Linked DNA regions of Sus scrofa: region 1 is linked to region 2. The links are chromatin contacts, called in public Hi-C maps. All regions are on one chromosome and are shown on one strand. Each heading gives the region's core, a stretch centred on a gene start, on an enhancer-like site or on the middle of the called end of the contact. The rest is flanking DNA. Distances are from core to core; before and after follow the strand shown. Region 1 overlaps LOC106507478 (a long non-coding RNA gene). Region 2 overlaps NUAK1 (NUAK family SNF1-like kinase 1).

The links. A called contact is a pair of places that touch in the nucleus more often than the background predicts.
Region 1: a contact with region 2 is called in a Hi-C map of fetal liver, with 1.8 times the contacts expected there. The contact joins two enhancer-like sites. A contact is called at or near these places in 8 of 47 Hi-C or Micro-C datasets (embryonic fibroblasts, epiblast stem cells, fetal heart ventricle and 4 more) and 1 of 2 datasets of contacts at active chromatin or transcription factors (skeletal muscle).

What each region holds. Positions count from the first base shown.
Region 1 is chr5:14,368,483-14,375,757 of Sscrofa11.1, reverse strand. All of the region lies in intron 2 of LOC106507478 (a long non-coding RNA gene), which reads left to right. Among named protein-coding and RNA genes, the nearest start is that of NUAK1, 280 kb to the right of the region's middle. Within about 2 kb of position 4,002, at least 18 of the 83 cell types and tissues checked have an H3K27ac peak or open chromatin away from gene starts, as enhancers often do. A contact at or near this core is called in fetal liver, where this site is marked.
Region 2 is chr5:14,103,853-14,111,156 of Sscrofa11.1, reverse strand. The region is part of intron 3 of NUAK1 (NUAK family SNF1-like kinase 1); the gene reads right to left. Among named protein-coding and RNA genes, the nearest start is that of NUAK1, 18 kb to the right of the region's middle. Within about 2 kb of position 3,831, at least 10 of the 83 cell types and tissues checked have an H3K27ac peak or open chromatin away from gene starts, as enhancers often do. A contact at or near this core is called in fetal liver, where this site is marked.

The DNA of each region.
Region 1 (7,275 bases), core at 2,753-5,252, 260 kb before region 2:
GCCCTGTCTCTCTGACCCAAACTACAACAATAGAAGTTCTCATTTTGGTTCAGCGGGTTAAGAACCTAGATAGTCTCTGTGAGGTTGCAGGTTCCACCCCTGGCCTCACTCAGTGGGTTAAGGATCCAGCGTTGCCATGAGCTGTGGTGTAGGTTGCAAATGTGGCTCAGATCCCGCGTTGCTGTGGCTGTGGGGTAGTCCGGCAGCCATAGCTCCAGTTCGACCCTAGCCTGGGAACTTCCATATGCTGTAGGTATGGCTGTAAAAAGAAAAAACAAGGAAACAACAGCAACAAAACAAAGTACAACAATAAAGACGTCTTATGAGAAGCCGGACAGGGACAAAACAGACTGCGTAACCAGCAGGGCCGTGCAGCAGGTCTCTCCACAGAGAGCCCCCAGCCCCGTGCTGTGGCAGGATGGGCCGGGCCCAGCAGCCCAACTCCTCCCTTCTCCTGAGCTCAGGGCATGTACCTTCTGAAGGCTGGGACCATCACCAGGGACGTGATGGTGACCACGCTGGCTAAACAGAAAGAATGGGGAAATGTTATTTTCAAAAGCATGCAAGGAGTAGAAAAAACGGGTGACTCAGCTCTCCTAATCCTGCTGGTGAGTTTTCCAGCTATTTGTTATCTCTTCCAGGAGCCACCATCGAATGATCTGTAAATATTTCCTGAGGACCAAAAGGATGGGGGAGAGTTTTCTGGGTCAGTCAGTCACGAGGAGAGATGAAGTCATGGATGGACACAGAGTGTCCGCAAGCAGTAAGAGGCGGGCAGGAGAGTCAGCAAACCGGGGGCCTTGTTGATGAGATCTCCTTAAGCTTTGGTTTATTCTGCAATTAGCTGGAAACTGTTGATGCTTCTGTGGACAAGACCATGTGAGACAAAGCATTACAAACAGCCTAAATATGTTCCTGGGACCCTCCTTATCAAATTTTTTTTTGTTTTTTTGTTTTGTTTTGTTTTGTCTTTTTGCTATTTCTTGGGCTGCTCCCGCGGCATATGGAGTTTCCCAGGCTAGGGGTCTAATCGGAGCTGTAGCTGCCAGCCTATGCCAGAGCCACAGCAACTCGGGATCCGAGCCGTGTCTGCAACCTACACCACAGCTCACGGCAATGCCAGATCGTTAACCCACTGAGCAAGGGCAGGGATCGAACCCGCAACCTCATGGTTCCTAGTCGGATTCGTTAACCACTGCGCCACGACAGGAACTCCTCTCCTTATCAAATTTTTTATATCAAAACATTTTAAACGTATGCCATAGCCTGTCAATATGTGATGCCCATTTATCTATGAGCAAAATGTAGCTCATTTTGTATTGTATTAGTTGATCTCATTAGGAAAATACGTCCTCAGTTAGATTGGAAGCTACAAGAACGGTCTTATTTATCTTTAGATTCCAAACAACTGGCAATATATGTTTATTGAATGACTGACTGACTGAATGAATGAAATGCAACATTGTTTCCTTCTACAAGACCCCAGCCAGAAAATCCTTCAAGGTCTGACTATTTGACACCTTGCCCTCCAACTGCATCCTGCATTCTCCAAGCCCACTCTTGCTGTTTTTCCCTTCCTCCTGCTCTGTGTTCCAGAGTGCTGAAGTCATTCGATGCTCTGAATCTTGAATTCTAAAAGTCTAGCTTCTGTTTGTCCTGCCAGGGAAGCCTGCTGAAAGTATTACTCCCAAGGGTCTCTGCTGAGTTGCAGGACCCCGGACCTGCAGTTTTCCTGGCACATTTCTGTATCCGTGGCAACTATGCCAGCACTAATGTCATGGATTAATCACCATGATACTGTTTATTGGTCCTTAACTATGTGACTGGTGTGGTGCTGAGCCCTTCACGTTTTTTTTTTTGCTCATTTTGTTTTCCAGCCAAGGGTTATCCTTGTCCCTATTTTCCAGAAAAGGAAACTGAGACTCAGAGAGGTGTGGTGAGTTGCCCAAGGTTAAAGGTTAGTCAGAGAAAGGGGAGAGCGGCTCGTCGAATGATAGCGGAAACACTGAACCCAAGTCCGAGTGGGGGGGTTCCAGGGTTCGTATCTCCAACCACTGATCGTACTCGGTTCCACAGTCACAAGCTCCGGCGTTTACTGGAAGTTTATCACATGCAGGCATTGTGCTCAGTGCTAGTTTAAGTGATCTCATTTAACCCTGCGAGGAAGCACAACAGGAGCGAGCGGCTAAATCGTGATGCAGGACGCAGCCTAAGGAGGATGCCTGGGAGATGGAGCCGGGAGACTGGGACAAGGGGATTTCTGGGGCCACCAGAGGGAGGTGCTGTCACAGGATCAGGGGCAGAAGGGGACCGGAGTAGGCTGGCAGGTGAGGCATGAAATGAGTGAATAATTTGGGATGAGGATGGAGAAGACCCTTCTGTGTTTGGGGGACGGAGGCAAGGGGGATCCATTCAAAGGGCCGGGCTGCAGCATCCCCGCAGGAGCATCTCCTGCTGGGTCCAGCCCTCATGTTCTCTCCTTTCAAGGGCTGGTGGGATGCCACACACCTTCGCATCAGGCTCTTCACTTCTCCAGACCGTGCACGGGATGGGGGTTGTGGTAGGGCAGCTCCAGCCCTGATTTGGAGTCCAGGGACCCTCAGTTCCTTTCCTGGTTTAGTCTCCTACCAGCTGGGGCATCTCTAGGAACTAATTTATCCTCTCTGAACCCTGGCTTCTCAATAGAGAAAGGGAGTAGTTGAGGGACTAAATGAGGGACCACGTGGGAAGCATTTAGTCCAGTGTGCACTCAGAGGACATGTGATGAATATTAACCTCCTGTCCCGCTGTCCTTCCACAAGTCCCTTTTCCTTTCTATCCTTCGGTGGTTTCATACTGTTGCTTCTATGTCTCCAACTAAGTTGTGACTTCCTCCAGGGCAAGGCTTCTGCTTTTTTATTGTCTTGGTTTTTTTCATTCATTCATTCATTCATTCATGCAACATGTATTGTATGTGAAGCACAGTTTATGACCCACCATTGATGCTATGGCTTTGATCACTTGGTAAAAAGAATGAGTAATACAGGATCGATTTTTTGTGAAAGATCCTTCACATAGTGTGAGGCTATGTCACACTCAGTTTATACATCAGAAAAATGTCACGTGGGAAGAGCTACTGAATGTGGGACATTGTCAGACATTAGATCAGCACATGGACACTTAAAAGGAAGCCTTCCCAGAAAAGTTCTCCTTTCCCCCAGTTATCGACGGCATTGCCCCCACCTCCACCTTGCGCATCAATCAGCTCTGCCTTTTACGCGTTTTGAAGGAATAGATAGTTCCGTCAGTGTCATATATCGGCTTGTCAAGGCTGTAAATTAAAAAAGTGTTTTCCAATTACAAGAGCAGTTCATGTTCACATACGAAAATATTTTAATAAAAATAAGAAAAAAAGAAGATGCCTTTAAATCCGTCCTAATGATTCCATGTAGAGGTACTTGTTGTTAACACTTTGATATAAATCCTTCTAGATTTTTGAAATGTGCATGGGGTTATATTTCATATGCCTAAAATAGGATTATACTATCTACTATTAGTTTGTCTTTCATCATTTTAATTTCCACTTTGGACTCCACCAATCTCTAGTTGTTTATCAAAAAGATGAAGAAGAAAGAAGGATTTTCATATTAAAGTGAAATGAAGCGTGGCAGTGTTTATGTGGCTTGAGTTCTTGGCTAAAACTTCTGTCAGCAAGAGTCTGTTCTCATGCAGAGAGAGGAAGGGTGTGTGTATGTGTGTGTGTGTGTGTGTGTGTGTGTGTGTGTGTGTGTGTGCGTGCGTGCGCGTGCGTGTGTGTTAAACCTTCCCCCAGGTATTTTCTCATTGCAAATACTAGTTCTCTTACATCCTAGTTCATTCTAAATTTTCCTCCCCCTCACCCCGAGTCTTGGCACTTTCTTCTCCCTCCGCCTGCTAAGTGTTAGAAGCGTGTTCGTCGTGTCACCTCTCAAAGAGGTGACATCTATGGACATCCTTGCCCTCTAAGCACGCGGCCCGCAGCCCTCGGCTGACATGCACCACAGATGGCCCCGCTGGGGTGGGTGGCGTACTGTACAAAAGCAGGCAAGCCAAGGACATTGTGTTCTGCCCATCATCAAATCCCGTTAAATGGCGAATTCTTCACTTCCAAAGTTTGAAGAGGATGGTACTTTAAAAAGAACTCCAGCTGTTTAAATTTAGAGCCTGAAAAAATTCTACTCTAATAATACGTTCTGGCTCTGGGCCCACCGCATCCTTGAGATGGGGCGACTGGGGGAGTTTTCATTCACTTTGGGCGGCCGCTCCATGTTGACTGGGAGGCAGGCCACAAGCATCTTTGCTCGAGTTGGCCTGGGTAGAACTGGGTCACTTAATGAGAGGAGCAGCTTCCTGTGTACCTCTGGCTGTCAGAGCAGCCTCGTGCTCGCTGATGCATTTTCAGAGGCAGATTATGCAAGCAACAGTGCTATTTTTGTAAATGGTTTGGCCTCTTCAGTCATTAGCCTGGCATTTCTCCCCATGGCCCCACCACATCCACCCACTCCTTCTTTTGTTTGTAAACCCTTTGCAAAAAAACGAGTCCTCAAAAAAGTCCGCGCCCCCCTGCAGGTTGTGTTCATGCTGGCCAGGAATGTCTTTGGCTTAGGTTTATCAGCTCTGCTAATAGATATTTTCAGATGCTTTAGCAGTATTTTCCTAATTCTCCCTCGTCTCTTACCTTATCAGAGCACGTGGCCAGCTCCAGACCCTTTCATTGCTTAGTTCTATCCAAAGTATAAGTCAGAGAATGTTTCAGAAGGGCCTGCTCCAGGCAGGGTCTTCTGCCAGGTACCTGTGCGAAGGAGAGGAGAAGAAATTCCCGGGTCCAGGGATTCACGAGCTGACCACGCCAAGCCCTCCCCGCATCCCTTCAAGCTGCATCAGTCGCCCCTCTTTCACCCGCCCCAGGATTGCGGTCCTTCCCGACACTCTGCTCTGCCTGGGCGCTGCCGGCTTCACACGTCCTCATCCCAGGTCTCCCTTGAGATGTCAGCATCATAAATCCCACTTCATAGAGGAGCAGACTGGGGCCCAGAGAGTGAGAAATATAACCAAGAGAACACAGTTGCAAGTGGCAGAGCCAGATCAAAGACAAGGACACCGACTCCAAGGTCAGGGCTCTTTACCATGAGGTCTCCTCCTAGCACAGAAGAGGGAGAGAGAAATGAATTCCAAAGTGTGTCTGTGTGTGTGTGTGTGTGTGTGTGTGTGTGTGTGTGTGTGTGGGAGCGGGTAACAGTGGGGTAACAGCCTAGTAGAGGAGGTAGGATTAAGTTGATTTTTCTGAGGTTCTCCCTGCTCCCTCACGCAGCCTCAGACGTCAGCTGGCCCTTAGAACAGTCTATGCTGGGGCAGGGCGCTGGGGAGGCCTGCTCCTCTAGGAGCCCCACCTGGCCTGACTGCTGCAGGATTCCCCTGGCTGGGGCTGTGAGAGGAACTCTCCACAGGCTCCTTTGGCTTTGGCTCCCCCGGGAGGGGATCTGCCTGACCCTCTGTGGTGTCCCACAAGGTAGCTTGGCTCCTTACAGAAACCGAGCCTCTTGGTGGGATCGCAGTTCAGTAGAGGTTGGGAAGAGACAGAACCTGGCGAGGCCATCCAGGCTGGAATGTTCTGGAAGGTGGAAGGTGGAGAATGTTCCGGATTGGTGGAGGGGAGAATGAACACTTAGTTTTCCGCATTATGCACCTCTGTGTGATCTGAATTTTTTTTAAAAATGGAAATATAGTTGATTTACACTCTTGTCTTAGTTTCAGGTATACAGCAAAGTGATTCAGTTATACATTTTTCAGGTTATTTTCCATTATAGGTTATTACAAGACAGTAAATGTGTTCTCTGTACTATATAGTAAATCCTTGTTGTTTATTTTGCATATAGTAGTTTGTATTTGTTAATCTCTTACTCCTCATTTATCCCTCCCCTACTTTTCCCTTCAGCGATCGTAATTGGTTTTCTATGTTGGTGAGTCTATCTTAAATATAGATTTATTTGTATTATTTTTTTAGATTCCACCTATAAGTGATATAATATTTGTCTTTCTCTGTCTTACATACTTCACTCAAGGTCAGTTTGATCATCTTTAGGTCCATCCATGTTGCTGCAAATGGCCATATTCCATTATTTTTCATAGCTGACTAATATTCTGTTGTGTGTATAGCCTGTCTTCTTACACCCATTATCTGTTAATAGCCACTGGGGTTGTTTCCCTGTCTTGGCATTTATAAATAGCGCTGTTATAAACATTCGGATGCATGTATCTTTTCAAATTAGAGTTTTCATTTTTTTCATGATATGTGCCCAGGAGGAATTGCTGGATCATATGGTAGCTCTATTTTTAGTTCTTTAAGGAACCTCCATACTCTTCTTCGCCATAGTGGCTGCACCTGTACCAGTTACATTCCCACCTACCCAACGTTTGTTGTTTGCAGACTTTGTGATGATGGCCAGTGTGAGGTGATACCTCTTTGTGGTTTTGATTTGCATTAACCAATTTTAGTATTTATTATTGTTGTTGTTGTTAATGATATTTGAAAGCAGTGACGTTTAATGGATCTTGGGGATCTCAGAGCCGGGGGTCAGCTGGCTACTCCCCCAGCCACAGGAACCCCTGGAGGCCAGCTGGCAGTGAAGAATGCAGCTGAAATGAAGACCAACAGCCCCTTTTCTGCCTGGCATCCTTCAGCTTTTTCTCAGCCTGTTCTCTTTTTCCTAAAACCTCTACCGCCTGGGTAACGGGGGAGTGAAGGAGGCAGAGAGACAGGCCATGAGGACCTCAAGTCGAAGGGAGGCTGCTCATGGACATGGCTGTGTACGTTGTGTCTGCAGAGCTGCGAGTTTTTGTATGACTTCCGTGAATGGCCCAAAGTCAGCTTGTCATGAGCAGCTGGGTGGGTGCTCGCCTAGAAGGGGGCTTTCCTGCTGCCACCATGGGCGCTCCAGGGAACCTGAGCAGGAGGATGGAGCCTGGCCCCTTCCTCACCCTCCCGGCCGGGCCAGCAGGCCTTTCTCATCAGTGCTTCCTCTTCCACAGGGAACCACAGCGGAGAAAACCGAGTCAGATCGCTGCCTTTCAAAGTGTGCTCAGCAGCGATCAAAATAAAACGCCAAACGTCCACATATTTGATCAATTTACTTTTATCCTTTAATCGAATAAGCCCCGCAATCAGAAAGAAAAACATTTTGCTCAGCGTTTCATTTCTCCAGTGATTCATCTCACTGTGGTCTCAAAGCTGACACGATGGGAATGAGGTATTTAATG
Region 2 (7,304 bases), core at 2,582-5,081:
TACAATGGGGTCTCCAAGGATTCTAACTTGCACCTGTCGGCTGCCTTTGTGGCTTTCCCGCCACATGTCACACAAGGAGCTTGACAGAAGCGGGAGGGAAGAGACCATTAGGAAACACTAAGACGCAGAAGCAGCTCCCTTTTCTAAAACTGGCCACAGAGATGTAAGCTGCACCCTCAGTCACCTGGATGTGGCCCTCCCCCACCCTCCTCTTCCAGGGAAGGAGGGCACCTACCACAGTGGCCTCTTAGCACCCTCCTACTGGAAACCTCGGGCTGCCTCGCAATACCGCCAATGAAAGTGAGCAAAGTGGCGTTTTTTTTCCAGACACACATGAACGCCACACTCCAGCCGGTTTACAATTCTTTAGGTACTTGATTTACAACCCAGGGAGAAAAATGTGAAAATCTTGCAAATGCATTTTGCATCTAAAGCTTGCCTACTCTGCGGAGCTGATCACCTGGGACTCTCAGTGGTGGTGGTGGTGGTGGGGGGGTGTCTGGCGTCCCCCAGAAGTGTGGGAGTGACCCAAGGAGGCCACAGAACGCCAAGGAACTGCGGGGAGCCACCATCGAGGGTGGGAAACGGCTGCCCTCATCGTCCCTCCAACCTCAGTGCAGAGCGGCAATGGAGAGGCACCTGGCTGGGCTGGACTCCCCACAGCTGTCCGTGTCGTGGTAAGGAGGGGGGAGACCCAGAAAAGGAGGAGGCTGGGGCTTCAGGAGCCCTCCCTGCTGCCTCCTGCCTCCACAGAACTCTCCCTTCTCAGGACAGTGCTGGAGAAGTGCAGGCAGTGTGCTGTGCTGGGGTAGTGTGCACGCAGCTGTTCATTCACTCATTCATTCATTCATAAATTCTTACTGAGCACCTACTATACGCCGGCACCAGGCTACAGGCCAGGATGCAGCAGGGGAGGAAGGAGAAAGGGGTGCACAGACAAATCATCAAATCCACATGCTTTGAAGGCAACACAGGCCAGTAAGGATGTGGGAGTTTGGACTGTCAGGCAGGACTTGAAGGATGTAGCAAATTCAGAATTTAGCCCCTACTGCAACCCAGGGGAGAGTTTTAAGCAGGGAGAATGGTGACCTGGGATAAGAAGGCCACCAGGTCCTCAATGCTGGTACTTCTCACCAAAATGATAACACCAGCTCCGGTTTTCAAAAGTCTGCTCTGCACCGACTCGGGTGTTAGAAAGCCTAGTTCTCATGGTCATCGCGCTTGGTAAGATACTGGCAGCTGCACTGTCTAGATGAAAAAACAGAAGCTCAGCCCAGGATCCCGAGCCACAGGGGGACACAGGAACCCAAGCCTGTCTGATTCTACAGCCGGGGCTTCTTCCTCTGTTCCTCATTTACCTACTCCCTTGCATCGTTCTCAGGTTATTCCAGATGTATTCGCTACATACCCCAACTAAGTTCTTAGTACCTCAACAGTAAGATGTGTCATATTCTGCTCTGAAACGTCCCACTGTCCTGGGCACTTGAGGAAGCTCTTATTAAAGCCATCTGGTCTCTTGTCAGATGGAGGGAAAAGGGGTTGCCCATCCCAGTGGAGGTTGTGTCTTCAGTATGGGGATTCTTCAGGCGCGCGGGCAGAGCAGGGGGCAGGCACACAGGTGCCCAGGTGCTGGACAAGCAAAGCACAGCCCTTGGTCTCGCTGTTCTCCTGGAGCCACAGGGCTTGGGGATGCTCCGGGCCAGGAGACCAGGCTTTTCAAATCCATCCACCTAGAGGGAGGCCGCTTTCTAATTTGCACAAATGCACCTAGACTAGTGATGGCTCTCGCTGCAGTAATGTGTACCTACTATGTGCCAGGCCCAGGGCTAAAGGCTTGACTACATCTCATTGCCATACTGAATCCTCTCGACGACCCATAAAGCAAGAACTCCTAGGAGCCCCAGAGGAGGACACAAAGATTCAGAGGAGATTAGTGACTAGCCCGAGATCACATAGCTGTCACGGGGTGAGGTGGCACGAGGGCCCCAGCAGCCTGGTTCCAGGGCGCTCTCTCTTGAAGGTGGCACATAGGACAATGCTTTCCACTTCCACAAAATAGAGATCTGTGGCCCCTCAGGCTGGAATCAGGGGGGCCTGATAGGCACGGGTTTCTACCCCCCTCTCCACTTCCCAACCACCCCCCAAGTCTCAGGTGGTTTCTATAGCTATAACGAGATAAAACTCAGGTATCATATATTTCACTCATTTCAAATGCATTATTTGGCGAGGGGAGGGGTTAGCATATTCAAATTGTGTAACATTATCACAATCAATTTTAGACCATTCTCAGCACTCCACGAGGAAAACCCGACCCACAAGAAGCCACTTTTCCTTCCAACCCACCCCAGCCCGAGGCACGTGCCCTCTCGTTCATTTTCTGTCTCTGTGTATTTGCCTATATGGGATACTTCAGAGACGTGCTATCACCCAACATCTGATCTTTCGGCTTCCTTCACCAAGCACGTTCATCCACGTTGGAGCATCTATCAGTCCTGCATTCCTTCTTATTCCTGAACCACAGTCCGTAAATATCCCATCATCAAAATGATGGAGTGGGTCACAAACGCTATCCCATAAATCAAGTGAATGGACCACGCTTCGCTTCTCCATTCACCCACTGACGGGTCTCTAGGGTGCTTCTGCTGTGGGGCTCGTATGAAGAACGCGGCTGTGGACATTTGCGTGCAGGTTTTCCGGGTGGACACACGTCTGCGTTCCTCCTGGGGAGGCGGGGGAGGGGCAACGGCCCAGCCCTGGTTGAACATGCCGTTAAAAGTCTACCGAAGAGCCTCGAAGTCAACATCTGGCGGCTTCTGGACCGTTTCCAGAGAATTTTATCAATACGGCCAGACTCTGCTCACGGGTGGGTCATCTGGCCCAGCCCCTCCTCTGCCGGGGCCTGGGATCCTCTCAAGCCTGCGCTGCACTCTGCCGTCTGGGCCAGCGGGATGATAAACGCATTCTGCTTTAAAGCAGATACTTCACAAATCATAACTTACAGATGCTCCAGGACTTTCATGTGGGAAAGACAGATGAGACTTAGGCTGTCTGACTCCGGAGCCACTGAGGACAGGAAGCCCCGGCCAGGAAGGCTCTCTCTCCCCGTAAGGAGCACAAGAGCAAATGTAACAAAAAGGGAATTCATGCAGGGAAGGGTCTGCCTGGCTTTGCAGACTCGGCTACGGCTACGTAACCCGCCATTCATTTCCAGCCATTGTCTTCTCTTGCCCACAAATCAGGAAGCTCCTTGGGGTCGGGGGTGGTGACCTAGGGCCTCCACACCTCCTAAAACCATCCCTCGCTCAACGTATTCCCTTCTGTGCCATCCTACAAGGCTGTGCTCAGGACCTACTATGTGCCCAGCCCTCTGCTAGGTATAGATAGTAGGTTCACGAAGGTTATATGGGGCTTCCTTGCAGACAAGACACCTTGACTCAATCCTCATCTACTACGGCTTCCCAAGAGGAAGTGAGATCAGTCCTGGAGTAGAGTGGGTGCATTTCTGTCTGCAGGGAGGGAAGTGAACCAGCTGACCTCTCTCCAGGGCCCCATGGATTCCAGAACCTGAGGGTGCTGACGGAACAAAGAACTCAGTGTGTGTCCAGGTGGAACGCTCCCCAACCTGCTCCACTAAAACAGACTCATGGCCCAACAAGCAGACGCCTCTCCCCTGACAGCCTTCTTTCTGACCCTTATCTCCTCACGGCTCAACTCTTGTGAAAACCACCAGGCTGGCCTTCCTGCTCCAAGCCTGCACACCATACCAGACCATGGGCTCGGAGCCCCACTGGGAGCCGAGCCGGGCTCAGCCCAACTAGGGGGAGGGGTTGGGTCAAGATCTCTGCACTCACACTGCCTAAAAGCTGCCTCTGCTGCTGCGTGTGGCCGTGGCAGGTTAGTGACGCGCTCTGTACTCAGTCTCTTCACATGGAAGAGATGAGATGGTCACAGGCTTGTTATGAGCGTTAAATTAGTTAAATGGACCTAGCACGTTAGAAGCACTCAAGAAGAATTAGCTGCTGTTATTTATTACCATTCAATGCTATGACTTTTACCTCCATCCCAACTTCCAGCCTTGCCTCCCACCGCATCCCAGCATAACCCATTCTAAGAGATCTGGCCATTCGCTCGCTACCTGAAAGCCTCCAGAGTTCAGTCCTCAGAAACCCAAAGCGAGACTCATTTTTAACAGCCCTTGCCCTCCTTCCATCTCCTTCCCGAACAACAAGAAGCCCCCCACCCCCACCCCAGGAGAAGAGTCGCCCTGTGGCTGGCCTGGCGCATGAGCGAAATACCACACCCAAACCCAGAGGTCTCCCACTGTGTATCACAAAGAAGGTTCTCCATCTCTCTAGCAGCAGTGGGTCTCCAAAGACACAGATCTGTTTGACACCATCTGGCTGTTGGACCCCAGGCAAGTCGCTTAACCTCCCCAAGCATTGCTTTTCCCCATCTGTTAAACGGGTCTCATGAGCGTGCACACCTCTTAGGCTTGGGGTGTCAATGACATGAGAGGAAACCTCGGTAAAGTACTCAGCGCAGGACGACACGCCCCAAGCTCTCCAAAGCATCAGCTGGTAGTACTAACAGCAGCAGCAGCCATACAGGGAGGGGGTTTTCCTGTGCAGGATCAATTTGATGAACTGATCTTCCATGAGCTACGCTCCAACTTGAGAATCTCTGGAAGTAACTGATTCCTGCACAGAAGAGGTACCGAGCCTAGCAACTGCTCATATTGGCTCTTCTGTCAGACTGTACGTGGCTTGGGTCTTGTTCATGTGTCTGTCCCAGATCTTAACATGGTGAGAAGCATATGGCAGTTGGTAATAAATCTCAGTTGAACTGAGCAGAATTAGTTCAATATTTGTAAGTACATTTTTTCTTTGCTACTAGGTTATAAACTCTTTAAGAGTGAGGCTCATGTCTTGCTCTCATAAAGATTTATGAAATGAGTGATGGAAAAACACCAAACCAAAAATCAGGTTGTTTAGACTTACCAGCTGTGCAACCTCAGAGAAGTCACTTAACACTTCTGTGCCTCATTTTTCCCACCTCCGGGATGAGAAGTTTGAACCACATATCTACCAAGGTCCCTTACTCCCTGAAACTGGCTTTGGGCCTTAACTGCAATGTGGCATCTCAGCCACCATGCCTATGACAGCCACATGCCCTTGGCTCAGCAGCTTATGAATTTGCACCTGCCCTGTGGTTTTCCAGCACAAGGATATGAATAACTTGGGGCCAGTGCTTAAAACACCCATTTGTGATGGGTGTTTAAAATGACTTCCTCTGCTGGGCGAGGACATCCCATGACCCGTGTAGGGGGCACCATGGCAAACTGGGGGCACGTTTTGCCCACCAGCCCTTCCGCTCCCATGCCCGACCCCTCCCAGAGCCCTGCTTCCTGATCACACCACACCATGCACTGCTCCCAGGAGATAACCTGGTATAGAGGGAAAGCTGAACTTGGCCCTGGACAGTGAGGGGACTGTATGGTATTTCTCCTCAAAATGTTGTTTGTTTTTGCTCTTGGAGTTTTTCTGGCAATGCCGTATGCAGCTGGAGGATCCAGGGAGTTTGGCTCAAAGAAAATGCCATGTCATAACACAGGAGCTCGCTCCACAGCCCCGCCCCAAACGGCATCAAAACAAAGGTGCAATAAGCAAAGCCCAAACTCAAGGCCTTAGAAATGTGTCAAGATCCTCTCGGCATCTGGCTGTTTTGGCTTCCTCTGGGTACCCTTCCCTAATTAACCTGAAACGTTATCTCCCCTCCCTCTCTCTTAGTTAACTGCCCACTGCATCAGGCCTCTCTGACGGTCTTAACATCTAAATCAAAGTCCAGGAGTTCCCGTCGTGGCGCAGTGGTTAACGAATCCGACCAGGAACCATGAGGTTGCGGGTTCGGTCCCTGCCCTTGCTCAGTGGGTTAACGATCCGGCGTTGCCCTGAGCTGTGGTGTAGGTTGCAGACGCGGCTCGGATCCCGCGTTGCTGTGGCTCTGGTGTAGGCCGGTGGCTACAGCTCCGATTAGACCCCTAGCCTGGGAATCTCCATATGCTGCAGGAGTGGCCCAAGAAATAGCAAAAAGACAAAAAAAAAAATAAAAAAAAAAATCAAAGTCCAGGTGAGATGAGGAAAAAGCATCAGCTCCAAGAGGAAACTAAATTTACTCACTTCCCTTCCTGAGGCTTTCTGCAGGTTATTTTATTCAGTTCTCACTGCCAGTCCATGAAGTTGGTACTATATGAGCCCATTTTACAGATGAGGAAGTGGAAGTTTCTGGACAGATTCTGAGTCACCAAGCACTGTGCAGGCAAGAACAACTTGCTGACCAATTTTTTGGGTGTTTGTTTTATTTTTCTGTTCAGTCAGGCGCAGAGAATTTTCCACCTGACAATTTCTGTTTCTCACTGAAGTTCTTACACCATCTGTGAGCAGTGTGCTCAGCAGGGGGAGGACTCAAGGCCAAGGAGGTCTTCCCTTCACCCAACCTCAGTTTTCCCATCTGCTTAATGCAGCGTTTTCAACCAGATGATTTTGCTAACAGCCTAGGCTCATCTATCATGCAGAAAGCAGTCTGGGGATTGCCAGCTTCTGGATGTGGACCTGCCACCAGATTTGCAATCTTTGCAGAATTTTTGAGTAAGACAAGAGACTTAGCTGAAATTAATAGCACAATGGGAAGCGAGACTAGAACTGGACAATAACAGCAGGACTCAAATCCTGCAGCGAAATGAGCCTCTTCCGTTCTCAGGGCGCCCCCTCGTGGCTATTCGACTAAATCCTGACGGAATGTTCAGACTTTCTGCAAATAAAGGGAAAGACAGCCACCAAAAGAGAAAGGCAGGCTCCCATCTACTGATGGGATCCCTTTCACTCTAGACCATGGATCAGACAGCTACACAAATACCTGAAGCCCCAGCGAGGCTCAGAAAGACGTCTGCCATAAGACAAGCCTTCATTCTTTCAGTTAGCAGCAGCTCCCCAGCCTTCAGGCGGCTGTGTCCCCTCACAGATCCCAGACACACCCTGACCACTCACAAGCTCACATCCTCAACCTGCAACCCAAACCGCGTCTGTTTTTCATTATTCCACTTTCCAACTTCCCAGCGCGATTCTTCAACAGCTATTAAGACAACATGAGCAAGGAGCTTAGCTTTTGCTTATTCAACATCCAGCCTGGGGAATATCACCTCAGAAGAAAAGCATGAATGAAGCGCACGTTTCTCAGCCTCCTCTTCCACAAACCTGAAAGTGTGTTCCTCAAAGGACATCTTTGCAACCATATATCTCCTCTTGTAA